Regions from separate parts of the Mus musculus genome. Here regions 2, 3 and 4 are each linked to region 1. Evidence: chromatin contacts called from public Hi-C and promoter capture Hi-C data. All regions are on one chromosome and are shown on one strand. Each heading gives the region's core, a stretch centred on a gene start, on an enhancer-like site or on the middle of the called end of the contact. The rest is flanking DNA. Distances are from core to core; before and after follow the strand shown.

Evidence for each region. Promoter capture Hi-C pulls out the DNA fragments that hold promoters and counts their contacts. Hi-C and Micro-C count contacts between places; a contact is called where the count stands out from the background.
Region 2: a promoter capture Hi-C map of liver shows a contact between it and region 1, with 3 times the contacts expected there. The contact joins the enhancer-like site here to the promoter of Cacng3 in region 1. A contact is called at or near these places in 9 of 39 promoter capture datasets (the C10 cell line, embryonic stem cells, hippocampal neurons and 3 more), 4 of 115 datasets of contacts at active chromatin or transcription factors (the 230-238 cell line, embryonic basal ganglia, forebrain and 1 more) and 3 of 9 other capture datasets (adipose tissue, embryonic stem cells and liver).
Region 3: a contact with region 1 is called in a Hi-C map of cerebral cortex, with 2.7 times the contacts expected there. The contact joins the enhancer-like site here to the promoter of Cacng3 in region 1. A contact is called at or near these places in 4 of 39 promoter capture datasets (embryonic stem cells, hippocampal neurons, liver and 1 more), 2 of 15 datasets of contacts at CTCF or cohesin (large pre-B cells and pro-B cells), 17 of 484 Hi-C or Micro-C datasets (B cells, Th1 cells, bone marrow-derived dendritic cells and 11 more) and 4 of 9 other capture datasets (adipose tissue, liver, macrophages and 1 more).
Region 4: a contact with region 1 is called in a promoter capture Hi-C map of embryonic stem cells, with 4 times the contacts expected there. The contact joins the promoter of Prkcb here to the promoter of Cacng3 in region 1. A contact is called at or near these places in 13 of 39 promoter capture datasets (the 3T3-L1 cell line, embryonic stem cells, frontonasal cranial neural crest and 6 more), 1 of 484 Hi-C or Micro-C datasets (embryonic stem cells), 2 of 115 datasets of contacts at active chromatin or transcription factors (embryonic forebrain and large pre-B cells) and 2 of 9 other capture datasets (embryonic stem cells and pancreatic islet).

The regions. Positions count from the first base shown.
Region 1 is chr7:122,670,150-122,673,240 of GRCm38.p6, forward strand. It overlaps Cacng3 (calcium channel, voltage-dependent, gamma subunit 3), which reads left to right and starts at 1,595. Exons shown (of 4, transcript NM_019430.2): 1 at 1,595-1,835. The coding sequence starts at 1,625.
Region 2 is chr7:122,938,928-122,942,066 of GRCm38.p6, forward strand. It overlaps Gm39083 (a long non-coding RNA gene), which reads left to right. Exons shown (of 3, transcript XR_869924.1): 2 at 929-977; 3 at 1,152-1,431. Among named protein-coding and RNA genes, the nearest start is that of Gm39083, 4.7 kb to the left of the region's middle. Within about 2 kb of position 1,579, at least 130 of the 459 cell types and tissues checked have an H3K27ac peak or open chromatin away from gene starts, as enhancers often do. A contact at or near this core is called in the 230-238 cell line, adipose tissue, embryonic stem cells and 3 more, where this site is marked.
Region 3 is chr7:122,248,425-122,251,666 of GRCm38.p6, forward strand. No RefSeq gene overlaps it. Among named protein-coding and RNA genes, the nearest start is that of Gm29903, 5.8 kb to the left of the region's middle. Within about 2 kb of position 1,302, at least 4 of the 459 cell types and tissues checked have an H3K27ac peak or open chromatin away from gene starts, as enhancers often do. A contact at or near this core is called in cerebral cortex, where this site is marked.
Region 4 is chr7:122,287,143-122,290,665 of GRCm38.p6, forward strand. It overlaps Prkcb (protein kinase C, beta), which reads left to right and starts at 1,983. Exons shown (of 17, transcript NM_008855.2): 1 at 1,983-2,375; 2 at 3,371-3,402. The coding sequence starts at 2,203. It overlaps Gm51497 (a long non-coding RNA gene), which reads right to left. Exons shown (of 3, transcript XR_003946872.1): 3 at 3,494-3,523.

The sequences.
Region 1 (3,091 bases), core at 345-2,844:
AACAGCACCAGGGCCTTTGGAGAGAAGCTGACGTTTTCAATGCTCTCTCATCCTGAATTCACCACCCCCTCAAATGTAAAAGTGTGAAAATATTTAAGAAGTGTATTCAGAAATCAAACCTTTACATCCCTTCATCCAAGGTCCCTGATATGTAAACAACAGTTTAGGTACATTTAGTTCCTTCAGCCCTTTAGAGGTATATATGTTCACATATACATATGAATGGTTCTGGGTCTGATGTAAGCACACTGTCTCCTGTGTAAATCTGAGCTCCGGAGACAGGAGGGTAGACATATTGGTTTGTTTTCTGAGGAATGAAATTGAGACAAATACACATAGACAACATTTTGCCCACCCAAGTGAGCCACCAGTCAGTCTCCCATCCCTTTAAAAAGATTAGATCTTTCCCGGCTTCTGTCTCCCTAGTGGACTCCTGCAGCAAAGAGCAAAGTTGCCTGGCTCATTGGGCTCAGGGATGAGGAGGAGGGTTGATTAGAGAATGCTGCGTGGGGTGGGCTCTGAGATAACGCGCGCGCCAGAGTGCGCTGTGGGCCCTTGTCCTTAACCCTTCCCTCTGAGGAGCCGGATCCGCCGTACTGCAGTGCCCTGAAGCCCTGATGCTGATTGCCCTGGGCTCCCGAAACTTTGCTTGGTTGTGGGCTTGAGTACGCAGAGCTGAGCTGGCTGGCTGGCTCTAGGAACGCACTAGGAGAGTGTTAGGGAAGGGACCCTTCAGCACCCGGAGTTCCTAGACTAGGACCACGAGGAACGGTGCAGCGGCAAGGGGAGCTGTCCCTTCAGCACCACGGACCTCCAACGACCCGGCCTTGAGAAGTGGGAGGCTGGGCAACAGGAGAGGAGCTGTCCGCTCAGCACCACGGACCTCAGCTCTCCGACGCAAGTGGCCGGCCCCCGCCCCAGGACTCTCCCTTTTCTCCAGTTTGCGCGGGGGTGTGGAGAGCAGGCGGAGAGCTTTCCTGGGAGGCTGGGGAAGCAGTGAACACTCTTCTCAGCGACTCGCCTCCCAGCAGAGCTATTTTTTGCCATCCGCCCTCACCCCCAGCACACGCGCTCGCACACACGCACGCACGCGCGCACACACACACAAACACACACTCACACACACATACACACGCACACACACACATACACACGTACACACACACTCACACACACGCGCGCACACACGCACACACGCTCACACGCTCACACACCAGACCTCTCTGGGTTTCTTTTGCCTTGAGTCTCTCGGGGCTGTGAGAAACCAGGCGCATCTCAAACCAAGCTGGCAGCTCCAAGCTCCGAAGCCATGCCCTGCACAAACGCTAGTCCTCACCAAGCTCCTGAGGAATGAAAGCAACCCAGGAATCCTCTGACCGCGGCAGTGATGTGGACCAACCCCCTGGAGCCCGCACCCTCCCGAGGGCCATAGAGGACTCGGGGAACTGGAGAGAGCCCAAGACAGGAAATCCCAGCTTTCCCAAAGTCCCCGTGGATGCTGACAAAAGGAGATCTGGATTTTTGGAAGAGGCCGTCCTAGGTTACCCAGCTGCAGAGTGATTCTCCCGTCTGTCACTGAATCTACCCCTCCAACCCCCAGCCGTTCAGAGTACCATGAAGAATTATGAGGATGTGTGACAGAGGTATCCAGATGTTGATCACTACTGTAGGAGCCTTCGCAGCTTTTAGTTTAATGACCATTGCAGTGGGCACGGACTACTGGCTATATTCCAGAGGTGTGTGCAGGACTAAATCTACAAGTGACAATGAAACCAGCAGGAAGAATGAAGAAGTAATGACCCACTCCGGGTTGTGGAGGACCTGCTGCTTGGAAGGTACTTACAAATTCCTCTCACTGGCTCTGAATGATCTGCTTCTAATGTCCTGACATGTGTTGGGGGGGAAATAGAGGCAATGGAGGGGAAGAAAAATAGTTTTAATTGTTGTTGGAAATATGTGAGGGTCCAGACTATGCTTCCACGGAGCCTGGTGCTGTGTGGATGGAAGGGTTGGGTCTTGTTGATTGGTTTTGGTCTATGCCAAATGTGATGTGATTTTGTAACGCTCTTAAACACCTTCTGCAGTTGAGAAAGCCTCTAATCCCGAGTCTCTAAGCATGTTGTGCACTGCTTGGATTTCTGTCTATAGAAGGAGACTTTGGATTTGTTTAATTACATTTTGGTGAATGGGGATTATTAAGGAATGGAAGCAGAGAAGACAGGAAGGTGCTGAGGGACTGATCTAACCTGGAGCACTCTGATCTGGTTTTTTATCTTTTAATCAATAAAAGCTTACCAGCCTCTTCTGAGTTTGGTCCAACTAGACATTGTCATGAACTCCCTTTGTTAACTTATACTAGGGAACAATATGTAAGCCCTAATCCCCACACCCTCACATCTAAAGAAAATGTCTTTATGAATAAGTGTTTCATTATTTAGGCTCAAAATAAAACTGAAGTCTTGGTGTTTGCTCTCCACCTGACTTCATTCATAAATCACGCCCATCACCAGCAAATGTATTTCCTTGACATTTAGATAAGACTGACTCTGAGAATTGCATCTCATTGCTTCTAATTTTAAAAATTAGAGGATTTGCTCTAAATTATAATGAGGTGGGCAGGCCATTTTAGAATGTGGAGCTCTTAGGTAGCCTATGTCACTACTAAACTTGCTTCACCACTTGAAGAGTGACTGTCAGTTTCAGTGGACAATACCTGGGTATCACAAGGAGTGAAAAAATAATGAAGAAAATCAAAGCTTTGTGAACCTGCTACCTAAGGGAGCCACTAGATTAAAGGGCCACTAAGAAGGGATTTTGTCTGCTTGGTTGATTTTTGCTGTTTCTCTGGCTTCCAGGAAGTCAGTGAAGTTTATCACAGTGATAGTCAGGAAAATACAGGCTTCCTCCCCTCCCCTCGATCTCCCTTGGTTCCTCCCCCTGCATTCCCTGTGGCATTTCTCAGGGTTTCTTGGGAACTCGCATTTATGTAAATGACTTGGGAACTAATGCTATGACATCACTTGCTAGTGTAATATTGCATCATTCTCTGGCCTCCTTCCCACGTCCTGACGCTCTGAACTCTCCTGCCTAT
Region 2 (3,139 bases), core at 329-2,828, 270 kb after region 1:
TCCTGGCTATATATATCTAAGGGAAATTCATACACATGTCTACACAAAAAAAAGCACACAAGTATTCACAGCTGCCAAACATCTATTGTTCATGATATCAAAAAGGTAAAGACGGCTGGTGAGATGGCTCAGTGGGTAAGAGCACCCGACTGCTCTTCCGAAGGTCCAGAGTTCAAATCCCAGCAACCACATGGTGGCTCACAACCATCCGTAACGAGATCTGACTCCCTCTTCTGGAGTGTCTGAAGACAGCTATAATGTACTTCCATATAATAAATAAATAAATCTAAAAAAAAAAGGTAAAGACAAGTCCAATATCTATCTTCAAGGGTTAATAAGGTACTGTCATGATCCAATGTGTTTCAGCCATGAAAAGGCATGAACAAAGCAGAAGTGGGGGCTTCCTAGTGAAAGAAAGGGAACCAGCCGCAGACAGGAAGGAACTGGGGGTGGGAAATAAAATACAGTGAAGTATAATGCCACATCCGTATGAAAATGTCTTGAAACCCTTATTTGTTATACTGTCTTAAACGATTAGCTTCTTTAAAACATGTCTTAAAAGAGTCATTAACTGGTGGTTTAGTTTAGTGTGTAAAAGTACCTGCCACACAGCCTGGACTCAATCCCTAGAACTCAGAAAACTAGATACAGTGGCTCACATCTGTAATCTCAGCACTTCCATGAGATATTCTCTCTCTCTCTCTCTCTCTCTCTCTCTCTCTCTCACGCACACACACACACACACACACACACACACACACACACACACACACACAGAGAGAGAGAGAGTAGTGGTAATAATAAATAAAATAAAACCAGTCTATAATAAAAGCAGCCATTGTGTCAACACCTCCCTATAGAGACATAGATGTAGATATAGTTGTATACAAGACAACTCTGAACGGCATTTTCCTTACTTTCTCCCCAGGTTTCTCTGTGGTGTTTGGAACCCAGTTGCCCCAACAATGACCTGCTCGGTAACCTTCCTAATGGGCCTCTCTCCCTCCTGGTGCCTCCGTGTCTCTGTCCCATAGTAGTGGTTCTTTGGATTAACACACACACACACACACACACACACAGATGATGATGATGGTGATGATGATGATGATGATGCAATTAGTTTTAAAGATGTCTTTAATTTGTCCTTTCAGCAACCTAAACCAAAGGAGATCTATAGTCTTCTCTTGAATTCCTTCCTGGTCACAGGAAGGAGGTAGAAGATGGCTGTCTGTGTGGGAACTTTCCAGGGTCTCCTTGGCTTCAGCCCACCTCCAGCCACTGTCAATATACCTACCCTACTTTGCCACATCAGAAAGCAGCAGCGCCATGAAGGATTCCTGGTATCTCATTTGATCGAGGCCATGAAATTTCTAACCCTAACTGCATCAGGCGACTCAATTGTCAGCAGGGAAAGGCAAGAGGAAACGGTTAAATCTTAATTTCTGACCTCCTTAAAAACCAAAAACTAAAATGCAACGCAAGACGTTAACAGAGGGGAAACTCCACGAGCTCTTTCTGATTGGTACAAAGCACGGGACCAACCTTCGTGAATACCACACCCAGCAGGATGTTTAGCAGTCAAAGGATAAGCACACCAGCTCCTGCAATTGCTATTCATCTGAGCCTCTCTTGTTCTACCACTCATAGCATCCGACTGAAAGCGAAAGTGTAAATGTGTCGGGGGTTGGTCTGAGGCTGGTAGGCTTTTAAATGTTAAATACTACCCCCAAGATCTAGTTGCCCAAGGCAAGCAGATCCTCACATTCAACAAGTAAACTTTTTTTTTTACTCTATGTAAACCTTGCTCCCTACTTTAATATTATTTGATTAATAAAAGGCTAGAGCCTGTGACTGGGCAATAGAGAGACAAGCAGGACTTGAGGATCGAGTGAGGGGTTTCAGGAGAGACCAGAAGGAGGAGGAGAAAGGAGGTAGAGAGAGGGGAAGGTTGCCATGAGGGAGGTGGAGCCTGAGGACAGGCGGATGGGACAGAGATATCCGGGACTGAGACTCAAACAGCAAGGAACAAGGGACATTTGACTGGGATTTAAGTTAGAATAGCTCACAGCCTGCCCAATCTGGGCTTAGAGCTTGTAAATTATCAGGATTTTGTACCTTTTATTCGGGCTAGCTGGAATAAATAATTCATTTACATAAATGTATCATCATTTTTAGACATTAGTGACCTCGCTGTAGGAAATCCTGCAAATTCCCACACCACAGAAACTATTAGTGCTAATAAATTCAGCAAGTGTACGCGGTAGCAGCAGGACACACAAACGCAGTCAGCTGTGTTTCCATACATCAGCACCGGGTAACCTGAAAACTCAATTAGGAAAACAATTCCACTTATAATAGCATCAAATTGAATACAACACTTTGGAACAAATTTAACCCAGGAGGTATGAAAATCGGCCACTGAAAACTCTAATATGTCAGTGAGATAAATTAAACAAGGCTGGCATTAGTGAAACAGAAAACACGACAGGGCTACCCAAGCATGCAATAGGTACAAAAAGCCCAACAACCTTTTTCTGTACATATTTGTGTGAGTGGACTGTGAGTGTGTTTTTCTCACCTGTACAGAGGCACGTGCATTCGTTGGTGCACATAGAACGGGTGCCAGTCACTCTCCAGCTCCTCAATCCAGGCAGTGTCTCACTTGACCCCGGACTTGCCTGCTCTGGGGACTCCCCAGTGCTGGGGTTATAAACTGGTCATCAAGCCCATGTGGTATTGATGTGTGTGCTGGGGGAGTCCAAACCCCAGCCTTCACGCTTGCTGAACAAGCAGAGTACCCACTGGGCCGTCACACCAGCCCCTCCACAACTTTTTTTTTGACAAATGTGGGAAACTTGACTCTAAAACTCACATGGAATGAGAAGAGCCCCCGAGTAACTGAATTCTTTACAAAGAAAACCCTCAAACAGAACATGGTGGCTCAAATCTGGAACACCAAGACTCCGGAGATGGAAACAGGAGGGTCAGGATCCAAGTGATCTTTACTTATAAATATATAAGAATAGAGTTAGAGAGAGGGAGTATGGGGCCAACCTGAGCTACCTGAGACCAGGTCAAAAGAAGAAACAAAGCAAAAGTTGAGTTTAAGGAATCGAAGTTTGTTGTTTTTAAAACTCAC
Region 3 (3,242 bases), core at 52-2,551, 420 kb before region 1:
CCTGGCAGGTATATCTGCTAGCTCCTCACTTCAGGGCAGCCTTCCCCAAGCCACTGGGGAGCAGATAGGGAACTGCTCCAGATTTCCACCACCACCTCTGTGGTAAGTGTGCTTGCCAGCTTTCCATTACACTAACAGAATGGCCGAGTCATTACCTTATGGGGCAGGGTGGAGGTTGGAGGGAGGGGTGGGGCTGTTTTGGCTCATGGTCTCAGTCTATGGCCAGTCAGTCTATTGCGTTTTGGTTGGTATGACCATGTCGCTAGGGACACTCATGGAAACAAAGCTGCTTGCTTCATGACTTCCAGGAAGCGAAAACAACAAAAACAAAAGAAAAATAAAAAGACAAAGAAAAAAAAGGAAGAGAACCACCATCTCTTTGAAAGCGTGACCCCAATGACCTAACACCCTTCCAATAGGCCACAGTTCTTAAAGTGTCCTTGTCAGTGATAATATACACCCGGACACCACCAAGCCTTTAACACTCATGCAAAACTGAGCAGTGCGACCTAACAGTCTGGGGCAGAAGACAGACTTGGAGCAGAGATAATAGCGTGAGGTTAACCTGGCCAGGCTGTGCTCCAGTGGATCTGATGTGAGAAACATATGTGACTCATAAAATATTGTATGCTTATTTATTTATTTTTATTTTATGTGTGCATGCAGGGGGTAGGGTGTACCATAGCATACGTGTGGAAATAAGAGGGCAACTGGCAGGAGTTGATTCTTTCCCATTCTGTGGGTTTCTGGAATTGAACTCAGGTCACTGGGCTTAGCAGCAAGTTCCTTTACCCAGTGCCCTCTCTCTCAGCCCCAAAGTGACCTGGTTATTGCACTCCCCAGGCCTGATCATTTATTTGTTACTCTTAAAGACTTACTTTTGACTGGAGTCAGAAGTATAAGTTTTCAGCGAGTACAGCCTACGTCTCCTGGCAATCTGTTCCTGGTTTTTTCTTTGGCTTTCCTTCATATACTTGGCCAAAGATTTAGCATCTTCTGTAGCCTCCTCCTCATTTTTCATACTGTGTCATTTCTTCAGGGCAATACCTCTGCATTTGTGTTGCAGGACACATGGAGTGACACCAGGGTGAATCTTGGATGCTTCCGTCCTGGGGTTTATCTTCTGTGTTTACGGGCCTTCTGACAACATACTGGTGGGCACCATCTTCTTCAGACATCGAAAGACTTTCAGATTCTGCTAGCTCTTCTCAGCACCAATTGCCAAGGCACAATACTATCTGTCAGTCCAGGAATAGCCACCCCCACCGCTTTTTATAGAATAACCAAGCTGAGAACACTCAGATTGGCACCCACAATGCATCCTCAGACAGACTCTCTCTCCAGCATTCCTCGGGCTAGAACAAGAACGTCCCTGACTCAGCAGCAGGCGCCCTTTGCCGTCAAGCACCTTGCTCGATGGGAAAACCTTGTGTATAGTTCCTACCACTGATCTGGACCACATGACCATTCTATCTTCACCCAGAGCTTCAGCGGCTATTTCTGTGGCCAGGGCTTCTCACAGAAAGCGCACAGCTTACACTCATTGTCCACTTTAAAGAGTTTCTGAAGTAGGTGGCAAGGAAAGAGATATTCAGCTTCATTTTGACACTGCCGACCTCCTAGTGAAAGAGACTGTCATTTCATCATAACAAGCACTGATTGTGTCTGGTTTGTTTGTATCAACTTGATTGACACACTTGGGACACAAGGAACACCCTATCTAAGTTGTTTATTCAGATCTTTGAGGATGACATGAGCAAGCGGTTTGTATTTCTGCTTTTAATCCATGTCTTTCAAGCATGTCACATGACAGTATTAATGAATGAGAGTGTGATTTAATGTCTTCTAAGCAAATCTATTAGTAAATCATTTATTAAATCAAACCTGTAGCTTTGAGTTTCTTCTACATTAATTGAAGAGTGGTAGATAGTATTGCCTTGCAGTCAGGCTACCTTTGGATCAGCCAATGAGAAGAGAGATGGAAGAATATCTAGAAAAAGAAGTTACTTTAGTTTTGAAAATCAAATTATTGTGGTTTCAGGACTTGTCGCTTTAATCCAAATGGAGGAGCTTTACAAAAATGATGTGGTTATGGTTAATAAGGTGTTTTATTAGCTGCTGGCAAACACCTATACCCAAGCTACGCAACTTAGCTTAATGGAGGAAATGTTTATTTTGGCTTATGATTTTAGAATTTCAGTCCATTGTAATAGGAAGGCATGGTTGCCATGGGAGCATAAAGAGGAAGCAGTTCATATTCCTGAGGACCAGGAAGCGGAGAGAGTGGTGAACCCAGGGTCTAGACTCTAACTTTCATGGGCTAGGCTCTAGTGGCTTAGCTCTTCCAGCTAGGCCACATCTCCTGAAGATTCCATAATCTCACAAAGCAGAGCCACTATGTGGGGACCAGATGTTCAAATCAGGAACCAGTGGTGCACAGTCTAATTCACAGTTACCGGTATCAACCAAGTATGATACGTTTCATCTTAGTGCACGTTGGCTTTCTAATCCCAGCCTTTAAATGACGTCTAATGAGCAGGTGGATCCTTATCCAATAATAGGGTATTGTACTGCTTAGAAAACAGGAATTGGAGACAAAGAGACAGGCACAGAGGGATGAAGAGATGCAGAGAGAAGGCAGATCCTGTGAAGGCAGAGGACTGGAGCAATACATTCACGACCAAGAGAAGGTTGCTTAGATGTCTTGAGGCTACAGAGAGGGAAGGAAGGGCTCCTCTATGGGCATTGGAAGGAATATGGCCCAGTGAGTGCTTCAGACAGTTTCCTTCCAGAACTGAAAGATTATATACTTTGGTGGGTTTTAAATTTTTATTTATTTTAAATTACGTGTGTGGGCGTGTAGATGCTCTCAGAGGCTAGAGGTGCCAACTACCCTGGAGCTAGAGTCAGGTGGTTGTGAGCCACCTGTCACGGATGAGTTTAGGTTCTCCGGAAGAGCAATACATGCTCTTAACCACAAAGCCAACCCTACAACCCCTGCCTTTGTTTTTAAAGCGATTCTATCTGTGGCCCTTAAAGCAGCCCTCGGAAGTCTGCGCGTGTGCTAGAGCGTCAAGGACAGGTAGCAGGCCTGGAACTTGGCCTGAGGTAGGTGAGCTATTAAGGCAAAGCCCGCAACAAAATAGCTAGAAACAATCTAACAAGGCAAGCAAGGGCTGCCTCAGAAGAGGCCTGAAGTCGTTTTCTCCTTGTAGTTTCGGGTGGCTTCCACCAGGGGGCAG
Region 4 (3,523 bases), core at 733-3,232, 380 kb before region 1:
AAAACAAAACAAAACAAAACAAAACAAAACAAAAACCAGTATTCAAAGGCCACAGTTTGAACTTTAACCTGTAGATATCTGGGTCCTCTGGGAACCTGAGTCTCCAGCCTCTCTTCACACAGCTCTTCCAGGAATGGAATGGCTTTTAGGACAGCAGCAATGCGGCTCCAGGCCTAGACACCATGAGGTAGTTTGTTGTTACAGACCAAAGTCACTCAGAGCACTTGGTTCAAAAGACAGGATGTGGGCTGTGAGCCTCCAGTTCATCTTTCAAAGGAAATCTCCTTCAGCAGCAATGTCTCCTGGGATGTTTTCCCAAGTCTCCCTGGGAGGTGCTGGAGCCTCTCAAAAGACTAAGAATAGCCAGGGACATCCAGTTTCCCAAACATGCCAACCTTAAAAGTGAATGCCTTTTTCCCCCTTGTTACCTTTGCATTACTATGTAGGGGAAGGACACTGTATTATTATAGGTATATAGCTCACCATGCAGTTGCTAGACACCTCACTGTGACTCTCTGCTCAGGAGCTCCCAGTAGGAATTGTCAGAGTGGTATCCAGGCTCTGCCACTACAGAGGCCCAACCCTTTGTCACCAGTGCACTTTGTAGTCTGGACAGCCTCCATTGTACAACCCCGAGACTGTGTACCCCTTACTCACTTCCATCTAATTTTGCTTATTCACAGAACTTACCTGGTCTATACAGGTTATGGTTGTGACCGAATGAGACAGTGCACAAGCCTCCCTGACACCCTGTATGTTTAGTTTTAATTTTTGCACATTTACAGGTCATGCATGGTACAGGTAACCTTCTTCCATTCTGTTACTTACTCAAGCAGTGCTCACTGGGCTTGTAGGAGCTGTCAGATGCTAAACTCAACACCAGGAGACATGAAGGTGTCATTAACAATGCCGGGGACGTGTGGAAGAGTTCGGTCAGATGCCATTTTTCATCCCCAGGCTGTAGAGCATCACACCAGAGGGAGATTTAGATGCAGTGCCTTATATAACATGCAATGTCGTATCATTGGTTATCTTCCCATCCTTCAAGTGGCATCAAGGGGAGTATGGCGTTGGATATTAATGTTCCCTGAACATTTGAAATCTCTCCTAACAAATACAAGAAGGCCCCAGGTGTGAGGACAGCACCTGGGGAGATCTTAACCCACACAAACCTAGGTATTTCCAATCACATAGACTTTTGTTTTAACAGACTGCACAAGTATGACCAGAAGGGACAAAAGTGAATGAAATGTAGGGAAACGCTCATTTATTAAATTTGTCTCCTGTCATCATTAGCCCAGCCATTTTGGGGTTGGGGAAACTGTCTTTTTGTGGAGAGAGTTCTAAGTGTTCGAGCAAGTGGAGACAAGTCTTTGTGGTGGATATATACATATATACATATGCATATATGTATAGTCCTCCCCTACCTCTGCAGACCTTGGTGTGTGTGTGTGTGTGTGTGTGTGGCCACAGGCCTTTCCGGATGAGTGACAATGAAAGCCCATCCCTCCAGGAGACGCATGCCGAATGACCAATGGGATGATGGATGGAGGGTGCTGGGTACCAGTCTCTGCAGAGGCCAAGGTGAAACTGGCTGCTTCCAGCCTGTTCAACCCTCATCTCCTTGAGCCCCTTGGGTCCTTAGGCGTTTGGTCATTGCTGGATCAACCGAGGTGCTCATCTTAACGCACCCCAGGGCCTAGGACAGGGTGCCAGGGGCGCGGCTCAGATCTGTCCAGCGCAGACTGCGGTCCTCGCGCCGCAGCGCTGCGGCTAAGAACACTTGGCTGGGAGGCCTGCGGGTTGCGGTGTACGTGTATGTGTGTGTGTGTGTCTGTGTGTGTCTCTGCTGGTGGTACTGGTGGTGCCGATATGTAAAGCAGCTGGCGGCTCTGGGCGGGGCCTGGGTTTCATGCAAATGAGGGAGGCGGGGTTACACTGGGGCTCCGCCTCCCTCCCCCGCAGCTGGGGCCAGCGGTGCCAAGCACAGCTGGACCAGCGGCAGCAGCTGGGCGAGTGACAGCCCAGCTACGCGCGCGCGGCCGCCGCCAGAGCCGGCGCGAAGGGGCAGCGCGGCCCTGCGGTCCCCGGGCGGCAGCAGCGGCCGCCTAGTCCCGCGCCTTTCCGGGCTTGCAGCCCCGCGGTCCCGCCGCCCCGGGGCCGCCACCTCTCGGGGCTCCCCCCAGTCCCCGCGCGCGCAAGATGGCTGACCCGGCTGCGGGGCCGCCGCCGAGCGAGGGCGAGGAGAGCACAGTGCGCTTCGCCCGCAAAGGCGCCCTCCGGCAGAAGAACGTGCACGAGGTGAAGAACCACAAATTCACCGCCCGCTTCTTCAAGCAGCCCACCTTCTGCAGCCACTGCACCGACTTCATCTGGTGAGAGTGCGCCGCGCGGGCCACCTGCCTGGGGCCCTAGAGGGCAGCGACACGCATGGGGACCCCTGTTGTTGCCCCCGGGGGGAGGAGCCGTGTGATCACCCCCATCCCGCTGGACCCTTATGCCCTGCGCTCCCGGATGGCCAGTCCCTCAGGTGCTGGGTTCTCTGCTCCCAGACGGCTGGCCGCCAGGCGCCTTCTGCCCTCTTGCACTCTGTCGCCCGAGCGCCTAGGGACAGCGCTGCAGGCGCCTTTTCGACACCTGGCTCAGGGCTCAGTGTGGCTGTCCCTCCTCGGCAGGGCAGCTCCGCGGGTGTCTTTCTCGCCTGAGGTTCCCGATCTTTCTGCCTCCTTCCGGGCTCGAGGAGCTCTCACCCTCACCCCTCCTTTCCGGGGCAGCTCTCTGGGGTGTCCTCTACTTCCCCGGGGCGTGGAGCATCCTTCCCTCTGCGTCCCTAGAGCAGTGCCCTGGGTTATCTCTTACTTCGCCTCCAGAGTCTTGAGCACCCCTTTCATTCCTTGGTTCTCACCCTCAAGTCGCTGCAGGGCCCCTTTCTTCCCTCTGCCCCTCCAAGCATGGGGGGACCTTCCCCCCGCCCCCTAGCCCCTCAGGTGTTACCACCGTGGTGAAGTCCCTATCATCCTCCCCCTAGACAGGTCCTTTTCTCTTTCCTTGAGGGTACTCCCGGCATCTCCTTGGGCAAATATCCAGCCCGCCTTCCGCCCCCACCCGGGCGGAAATGCACCCTCGCATCCTGCCACCTGGTGGTCGTGGTCGCCTCTGTACTGCAGGGGAGATGTGAGGTGGGGGTTACTGCCAAGCTCCGGTAGTGTACCTCCCAATCCCATCCAAGGTGGAAGACACCTTGGAGACCAGGCTGTAGCTAGGAGGTTGCCCCTGGGGTAGAGGGACAGTGGGAAGGGAGAGGGCGACTGTGTGAAACTAGCTGGTAACTGGACCCCTCAGACTGATACTCCCTCTTGTGCTTTTACAGGGGCTTCGGGAAGCAGGGATTCCAGTGTCAAGGTAGGCTTTGTGGCGCTGTGGATGCCGATGGTGGGAAGAGAGAGTAATACAGACTTCAAAGACGTGGCCGAGTTAGGCAGAGTGAAGTAATCCTGCCTGTCAGAGTGACCTCCCAGGCTAG